2 separate regions of the Mus musculus genome follow, and region 2 is linked to region 1. A link is a contact called in public Hi-C data. All regions are on one chromosome and are shown on one strand. Each heading gives the region's core, a stretch centred on a gene start, on an enhancer-like site or on the middle of the called end of the contact. The rest is flanking DNA. Distances are from core to core; before and after follow the strand shown. Region 1 has its middle 100 kb from the start of Gm29924. Region 2 overlaps Ppargc1a (peroxisome proliferative activated receptor, gamma, coactivator 1 alpha).

Region 1 (4,557 bases), core at 883-3,382:
TGCTTATTTCCTGAATGGATGGGAAAGTTGACTACTCAGTTACCACAGCCCCAGCAAATGGTTTGAAGTGAAAACTCAACTTGGGGTCACCCAGAAGACTGACAGAATCTGTAGAATCTTTTGAATGGGGTCTAGGGTCTAGAAAGACTATGATTTGGGGTATGACCATAGAAAGAGACATCATCTGGAATGGCATTTATTAAATATGAGTAATATGCCATGTGATTTAAACCACATTTTATAGAATGTCTCATAATAACACTACAAAGGAATTCCAGTTGTTCCCATTTTCATTGAAGAAACACCATTATCAGATATTTTGTCATTCTTAGTCACAGATTTTGGAGGTAAATCCAATTGCCCTTGGTCCCCAAACTCATGCAAAACAGAAAAATCCATTTTAGACAATAAGTACATTGTCTTCTTTTCAGAGTCTTGTTTGTGAAATGTGGATGTATCTCCTCTGTGTTTTGAGACAGGTCTCTTATAGCTCATATATGGCTCCAACTAGCTGCATAAGAGAAGATGACCTTGAACTTGAACTTCTGATTCTCCTGCTTCCATCCCTTGAGAGCTGGTATTATAGGCATGCACTATCATGCTCTGTTTATGTGGGGTTGTGGATAGAACTCAGGCCTTCATTCTTACTACTTGTGTACTCCAGCAACTTTCAATCTCCAGCCTTCAGTGATCCTTTTAAATCAATAGAAACGTGTTCTGAGACGAAGAATGATATGCCAAGCTATTCTGATCCTCGATAGATAGCAAGTGAATGGCATAGTGTGGTCCTATATGCATATAACTACATATATAAACATGTATGTACCATTGAAAATAATTGTTGTCCTTTGTATTTTGTAGCACACTATGATATGTTCTAATGTGTAATAGAGTACGGTATTTTTTGAATGGTCACTATGAAAGGCAACCATCTGGGATCATATTTGACTGTAGATAGTTAATAGTTATATGAATTTGGCTGGGCTATTTTACATATAATAATAGCAATAATCTCATAAAGATCAAATGAGAATTAAATTAATATCATAGAGAAATAATTGGCTTAGAAGACTGCCCAATAATTTTAATTCTTCTTTTCTGTTCAGTACTTAGCACAATGTGAGACAAAGCTTGAGCAACTTTATAATAACCAACACGAAAAGTACTAAAAATATTGGCTATTTATGGTGTTATGTACACTCCCTATGCTCACTAAGCAGAGGAAGATGCAATTAAACGTTATACAAAAGAATAAAAATCTTAGGCAATATTTAAGTACATGTGTATAAAAGAGGACTATTTTTTACATTGAAATCATAACTCTAGTCATATTTTCTTGTAATTTAATATAAAATAGTATGATATATGTATCCTTGGTTCTCTTACTTTAGATGATTCTTCTATGAGATTGTGAACCTTCTTAAGGCTGAGACTGTATCTATTAATCTGCCACTGTGTTTTCTTGGCCTGGAGCCATGTCGACTGCATAGAAGTCACTCAAATTACTTCTTACTGAATGAAGAAACAAATGAATGGACTAGAATTATCAGTTTATTTGTATTCATATGTCGGAGTCATTTTTCAATTTGGTAGAAAGCAGTCTCAAGGACTATTGGCTGTCAGTGAATTGAACAAATCTCTCCCCCAAAGATCTACCTCATTTTTAAAAGTCAAATTGGGCAGCCACACAATCTATACTTATTGAGAGCTCACTCTGTACTCCCCGAAGTCCAAAAGCAAAGGGCCGGATGGAGAGATATTTGCCGTCATCAGAGGCACGTGGCAACCTGTCAGAAACCAAAGTACTGTGATGAGAAAGGCCCTAGTATGAGTTTGAGGTCTAAAGGGACAGGTGGGAGTGGCTAGCCCAGGACCCCTCTTTCACCCTCCATTTGAAGGAAGGAGAGAAGATGACTGATATTATGTCACTGAAAACTTTTAACAGCTGCTGGACTGATCAGTTTGTATTTTGTTTTGTTTTTTACTCTTCCCTGTTGATTTGGGCAGCCATACAGAGAGCTGGCAGAAGAGAAGGGCTGAAGTCCGAGAGGGAAACACCAAGGATATAATGACACACTCTTTCCGGCTGATCTTTCCAGCCTCTCTTCATGCCCAGTGGACCTTGGACCTGCACCATGGCATTTCCGTTTCCCACAAAGACTGACTCCTCCCTAGTCCAAGTCCCGAAAGCTGTGCCTCAGAGCAGAGCTGTCCAGATTCATCGCTACAGGGAAGATGGTAGGAGGAGCAAGGCTTGAGATGGGTCGTCCAGCTGTGGATTCTGGCAGAAGACACCCTCTCATCCAGCACTCTCCAGAGCAAAGCCGTGGACGAGCAAGTCCAAAGACCCAATCCTGTTCTAGTAACTTTTAAACCTTCTGGGAGAAAATTATTAAAGCATTTGAGGCACAAAACTTGGCTCCTCATTTTTCTGTGAACCCCTGCCTTCTGTATATAATAGGTAAATGTGGGTTTTTTGCAGTTATCATAATAAAGCAAGTGAAAAAATCCTTGGAAACTGACAGTCCCAGCTATGTCATTTCCTGAACTGTGTTTCTGTACAGCTAAGACCATGTGTTAGCTCCTATTTGAAATTCTTACCTCTCTCTTCAGTGTTTGAGCTTCCCTGAGCAGAGCAGAAAGCAATGCACAATGCCCACATGCATTCAGAAGGAGGCACAAGGAAATTAGCTGTTCGTTACACTCTTCAAATCCCTCTAATGTTCTCACTTAATTGACCCAAGGCTTCTTCTTTGGTGAGATCTGGTTAATATTAATCTTTATACTAAAGATTATACTAAAGGTAGTCCTAGTTGTGTCTAAAAAATTACCAAAAGACATAAACTAGAAGTAAAATTTTAAAAAATCTGGTACAGTGTGAGGGGGTTGACACTCATATTGACACAGTGAGGTTAAAAGTCACGAAGTAACAACTGAAAAAGGACACAATCCTTGACCAGTCTTACATTGGTTGAAACTGGGATGGGTACTAACCACATGTCCTGAAGGAAATAATTTAATATTTATAATCCACAGAGTTAAAATGTAGATATGATTTATATGGCTGTAAGAATTATATGATACAAGGTTTGTAGTATTTAGCACAGCTCTTCAAGTACAAAATATTGTTAAATATCACATTTAATATTTCCCCCTTCTAAACTGGATATTAGAAGCCTAATTTGGATGCAGCCATTTCCTTCGTAACCACTATGCCTTCATAAGATATTTCTTAAAGCATTTTAATTCCACACTGCTTCATTGAACACTAATATTCCCCACTCTTTTTAATCATGAGCCATTTTGGTTTCTGAAGAATTGATCATTTCTGTCATTGAATCCAAGAAAGACTCAATTCCTAAAATAGTAGCTTTCTGTCTTGAAGAAGAAGAAGAAGAAAAAAAAACTCTATCAACAATTATTACCAATGTGGCAAAACCCACTCTTCCTAGACCTCTAGAGGGCAAGATCACTATAATCTGTTCGTAAATTTTATCTGACTTGTAATTCCAATTTATCTAGAATTATGAAATGTCCCTTCAAATTAAGTAAACCACATAAGCACTTGCCCTATCTACAGGGCGGCAATATATCCCATTAGCCCTCCTCTCCAGATTTCAGTCAAGTCCAAATTCATCTGTAATGGGCCCGGAATTGGCACTTCTGCCCTTGATCACTATAAAAACGACTATTGATGAAAAGAACCAACAATCAATAGACAATGTTTACTTGCAAAAAGCCCCTGTCACTTGCAGATGGCTACTTACTGGGATGTTGGCAGCTGCTTGTCATGAATCAAAACATTAAAAAGAGGGCATACTGAGATGGATCCATGGGTAAAGGCACCTGTCATCAAGTCTGATGACCTGAGTTCGATCCCCCAGACCCACAACAGTGGAAGGAGAGAGTTGACTACTGCAAACTGTCTACTGACTTCCACATGCGTGCCACAGCAGGTGCACACTCCCACAAATAGACACAATTTCTTAAAAGAACCTTTTGAAAAAAGAGGATAAGGGAAATGCATCATCATATATAAATTTTAATGTGGAAAGTTTAAAATGTGGTATAAGGGGTGTGAAACTTGATATTCTTCAAAGGAAGTGATTGCGCCGAAGAACAAAACTCAAGAATCTGTTCTATGTGTCTGAGTCAGGTATCCAGAGTGCTTGGTTAAAGCAGGGCATTGTGTCATGTGATCATGAGACATGATAAAGTGTTCCACACAATCACTGCTGGCTTTGTGTGTGTGTGTGTGTGTGTGTGTGTGTGTGTGTGTGTGTGTGTGTGTGTGTGATTTTGATACAACCCTTTACAGGACACAACCCTTTCTATAATTCTTTAATGGTTAACTAGCATTACCTGGAGCACACAGTTAGAAGCAGAGGAGGAAATGGAATAGGAACACACATCTGTACACTTCAGAATACACAGTTCACGCTGGCTACTAGACTAAAGAGCAGATACCTATGTCAGATGTATCCTGAAGGTGTGTCTACTGAGAAATGATTTGCAGTTAAAATTTGAATTTAATTAAATTCTATAAATAATTACTTA
Region 2 (4,557 bases), core at 1,416-3,915, 150 kb after region 1:
AAAAAAAAAAAAAAAAGCCAGGTGGAGACATGCAGCTCAGAGGAGAGCAGGGTGTCCCTGCTAAGAATTGGCTGGCAAGACACAAGAGGATCCTGACATGAGAACCTTTCTGGACAGAATCTGAGCTGGCTAGGTTCCTTGGACAGCCAAGAGAACTATGTCTGGAATACAGGGGCTCCAAGTTCACATCTGAGCAGATGAAATGACGCCCAGGGAAGCTAATATCCTTAGGCAAAGAGTCCATGGAAAAATCAAGGGCATTACTTTAAGAGAGGGTTTTTTTTCCAACTAGAAAAAAGCTGTTCAACTGGAGAAACAGACTTCTCAAAGAGGACCTGGGAGAAGAAATTTAAGTCAGAGCATTATAGAAATCTGAATGGGATCTAACTGAATAATGCTACTAGGGAAATCATATTTGGTTTTTCCAGAGAGAAGAGTGGCGGGATACAGGACATTCTTCCTGTGGTGCCTCACCAAAGGGGACAGGACAGTCTATCGGTTGCTCTACCAAAGAAGGTAATGGGATGGCAGTTAGAGACAGGAGATTAGAGACAGTTTGCTCAGAGAGAGCAATGCCACCCGTATAGGGTGCTTCTTACCAGCCAAAAGTATGCTGGCCTTTCCAATTGGACTGAAATATCATTCTCCAAGAGAAAGGTCACCAAGCCTAAAATGGTACAAAATGGTTCTGGTCCATCGTAACCCCAACACACATTGGCAGAAGCAGTATGTAAGAGCTTCCTGCTGACAGTGGGGCTGTCTTCCTTTAGATTGGCTTCCTCTTGATTTCCCTCAACAATTCCAATGGGCAAACTTTATTTTACCCAATGAGTTTTTCAACTCTCCTAATTTCAAAATTCTGAGACTCTACCTTAGAGGTTTTAGAGCCTATCTCTCAGCTCCTAGTTAGAAACGGAAAGGTCCTGTAGCAGAGGGAAGTTGTCTCCAGAAAAGACAACAACAAACACTTCAAGTCGGAGGTACTTTTGAAAGAGAAAGAAGAGCAGAATTTATCGTTTTGATGGACAATATACTAAGGTGAAATAAGCCCTTGCTATACTCCCTTTAGTACAATCTTTACCCCCCTCAGCATTAGAAGTCTGTTCTCATCAGTCACCATGAGCTTCCTGGAGTCAGGGGACAAGTCTGCTCAAAGGCATTGTCTCACTAGAAATCGACAAGTAGCTGAACACGTTATGATATGATAATAATTATTTTCTGGTGAATGGATACATAAATCAGTGAAGGAATGGGTGAACTTCCTAACCTAAAAGCACAAAGAAATGCAAAAGTGAGACCAAGAGCTTTGACCAGCAAATCGTTTCTCCCACAAGAAGACATGGCCATCCATCTTGCCGACGACCCGCGATGAAGAGAGCAGGGTTAGCCATAAGCCTCAGTAATATCTGCATAGTGTTTGATTTAAGACAAGACAGTGTCCTGAGGTCTTAAAGTTAGCAACTTAACTGGCTAAGTCAAAATGATTACAGATACAGGCTGCAAACGCTTTCTTGTCTCTCGGCCATTTAAAGAAAGATGGGGAGTGTTGAACACATCTAAGAATTTCTCAAAAGCAGAAAAAAGAAAACAAAAAAAAAAACCTCATACTGGTTTCTCCTCATGCCTCTGGTGCAGAAATTTCAACCACTGTGAAAACCAGTCTCTGAGTTGCTCCCTAGCTGCCGGGGAGCGCTTTTTATTTGTCTTTTTTCCTTACAGCAATTTGCAAATTTGGTACAAAGATTTCTTTCCTGCCTCTCTCTCTCTCTCTCTCTCTCTCTCTCTCTCTCTCTCTCTCTCTCTCTCTCTCTCTGTTTTGTGGCTCAGAAAAGTTTGAACCAAGTGTCTTCCTGTCACCTCTTCCTATTGCTCTGATAATGAATTAAGAGTTAACTGGGGTGCAAAGGCTCGCAGAAAGCTTGACAGAGCACAGAGTTAGAGAGTTTTGTAACAATTAGCACTGATTTCCATCACAAGAATAGAATTTAAAAAAAAAAAACTTAAAAAAATAAAAGCGCTCACAAATGCACAACTCAGCAAGACCTGCACTATGTACCAACCCTGCAAGGTCTGGGTAGAAATGGTATCCGTGGATGGCAGAGAAAACATGTCCAATTAACCAGTTAGCTAGCATTCATTTAAGGGAAGATAGCTCCCTGGGAGAGAGAGCAGACAAGGAAGGTAACAGCAGAAAACTCAGCTTTATGAGGCTACCTAAAGGAAGCACTGCCTCCTTGGCTTTCTCTTACGTTTTTGCTTATTTTTTATCCTTCTTCTCTTAATTTTAACTTTAATTTTTTGTGACCCTCTTGACAATTCTTGCGGGGGGGTGGGATGTTTGTTTGACATTATCGCAAGCCAGAAGATGACTCTATTTATGAGACAAGTTGACAACATACAATTTCATGCTTGTTGAACTGATGGGTGTTATATATTCACTGCGACTATTATGAAGCCTCACCATTATAAATATGAAACAGTATACACTTATTCAAAATAACTCCAGCAGTGGCAATTTATAGCTCGGTTGTTTGTGCTCTTATGAAGTCCAAATGCCACCTTAAGAAGCTGTAGCTCGCAGAAACAGATGTGCAGTGTGACTGGGACCAAAATGGATCGAGGATGACCTGTGTAGAAGCAGACTGCTATGCTTTGGTCTGTATAACAGCTGACACCCGTTTGTATTTAGATATGTGAGTGTTGGGAACACTGTGTCCTTAAAGCTCTGTTTAAACATGGTCCAAGACATTTGTCTCCTGGACTAATTATTTTACCACCCTTTCGTGGCAAGGATCCCAGACACCCCCTCCCCCCCTCCCCGTCCCCACCTCTTCTTTATAAAATAAGATAATATGAGTACATGGTCACCCGTATCCCAGAAGCAGAGCATTCCATCCTGTTTCATAAAGTTATACCTCAAGGACTTTAAACCCTGGCCATGTCAGGTGAATGTTGGCAAGATTTCTGGAATGCCTGCATAACAGGATTGTACTACTTTCTTGATCAGGTGCCTGGGAACAGGACAAGGCCACACACCATCAAATCATAAGCTGTCACAGAAACTGGTTTTGGTCAGGATTTTTCCCCTCCCTCCCTCCCTTCCTTTGCTTTCTTTCCCTTAGGAAGCTTCAAACAATTTGCAAGTGTTCACTTCCACAAGGACAAATTTGGAATAGTGAGGAACAACACAATTTATCCAAATGTGGAAGGAAATGAAGGAAGCAGGCATCTTGCTAAAGCTAGATATCAAAAATTTGCATAAGCAGTTTCCCAACAACAACAGAGGTGCTATTTGGAACAAAATAAATTGCACAAACCTTGGCCAACTTTGTGATGGTTTCCCTGCCTGTACCTTCCCTAAGTACATTTAGCTCTTCCATTTCATAAGGTCAGGTTACTAATCACAGCAGTTAGACCTAAACAGCTACCTGCTTACAGACTCTAAAGTTATCTTCATCTTTGATCAGTGAGAAAATAAATTCAAAATATTGAAAATGAAAAATTGAGTTTGCTGAGCAATTCCTGTGTCTCTTGTCTGTTAGCTTGCTTAATTTTAGGTAATACCCCCTATCTCTTATCATGAGACCTATGTGAAACCTAGGTCCCCCTTGAGCCCAGTTTCTTCAAAACAAGATATTTTAGAATCATTTTTAATATAAATTTTCATTACATATAATCCATTGCATTTGGTGTTGAGTTATAGAAAGACATTTTCATACAAAAAATACTTGATATGGTTTTAGTTTTTAAGCCCACCCCAGCAAAGTTTACTATTCAAAATCTGTACCTCTCCCTACTATTCCTGTGGGGCTAAAGGGAAGGTGCTGTCGGTCCATCTAGTAAATCCAAAGTGAGAGATAACATAATCACACACATTCATTTCTCAGGGACCTTGGCGGCTCTTATCTGCTGGCTTTTATGATCTCTCATGAACAGCCAGGAATAGCAATTTGCAGCCTGTTTGTAAAGCCATCTTAGTCTGAAGCTAGCCTTTCCCTCTTTTATCACACGGTGATACTAGGTAGCTAAGTCCCAGTCGCCACAGCAAAATGTGCTCGGAGCTCCATTTCAGAATAATGTCAGTATTCTCTAGGAGTGTGGAACATATCAGACACGGAACAGAGGGCAATTATCATTTCAATGAAACACTTTTTAATAGAAGATGTTTTGTGTGTGCTGCTTAGATGTATTGATATGCTGCCCACTGTATATTGGACCCTGAAGCTATTTTGTTCTTTCTCATCAGCATCTCAAACAAACATTTCCACCATTCACACAATGGTGTTTTTTCTAAAGCCTTTGCTCAACTTGATTTTACTATTATATCACCTAGAACATTAAACACCAGACTCTAGTTGTGTGTGTTGAATCGCAATTGTTTCTTATGAAGTGTTCCAAGCTACCCATTTTTATTAATGGTTACTTTATTAAATCCTTAATAACACAGATAGAATAGTTAGTTAATTTGTGTGTTGAGCCATGGATGTTAATTTGTAAACATAATAACATACTGCAATCATTTGCATAATAGCATTTTAATCTTTTTAGTAAAAGCTG

What was found. A called contact is a pair of places that touch in the nucleus more often than the background predicts.
Region 2: a Hi-C map of liver shows a contact between it and region 1, with 2.3 times the contacts expected there. The contact joins two enhancer-like sites. A contact is called at or near these places in 3 of 484 Hi-C or Micro-C datasets (the C2C12 cell line, liver and myocytes) and 1 of 115 datasets of contacts at active chromatin or transcription factors (heart atrium).

Annotation. Positions count from the first base shown.
Region 1 is chr5:51,389,334-51,393,890 of GRCm38.p6, forward strand. No RefSeq gene overlaps it. Among named protein-coding and RNA genes, the nearest start is that of Gm29924, 100 kb to the left of the region's middle. Within about 2 kb of position 2,133, at least 23 of the 459 cell types and tissues checked have an H3K27ac peak or open chromatin away from gene starts, as enhancers often do. A contact at or near this core is called in liver, where this site is marked.
Region 2 is chr5:51,534,541-51,539,097 of GRCm38.p6, forward strand. All of the region lies in intron 2 of Ppargc1a (peroxisome proliferative activated receptor, gamma, coactivator 1 alpha), which reads right to left. Among named protein-coding and RNA genes, the nearest start is that of Ppargc1a, 17 kb to the right of the region's middle. Within about 2 kb of position 2,666, at least 13 of the 459 cell types and tissues checked have an H3K27ac peak or open chromatin away from gene starts, as enhancers often do. A contact at or near this core is called in liver, where this site is marked.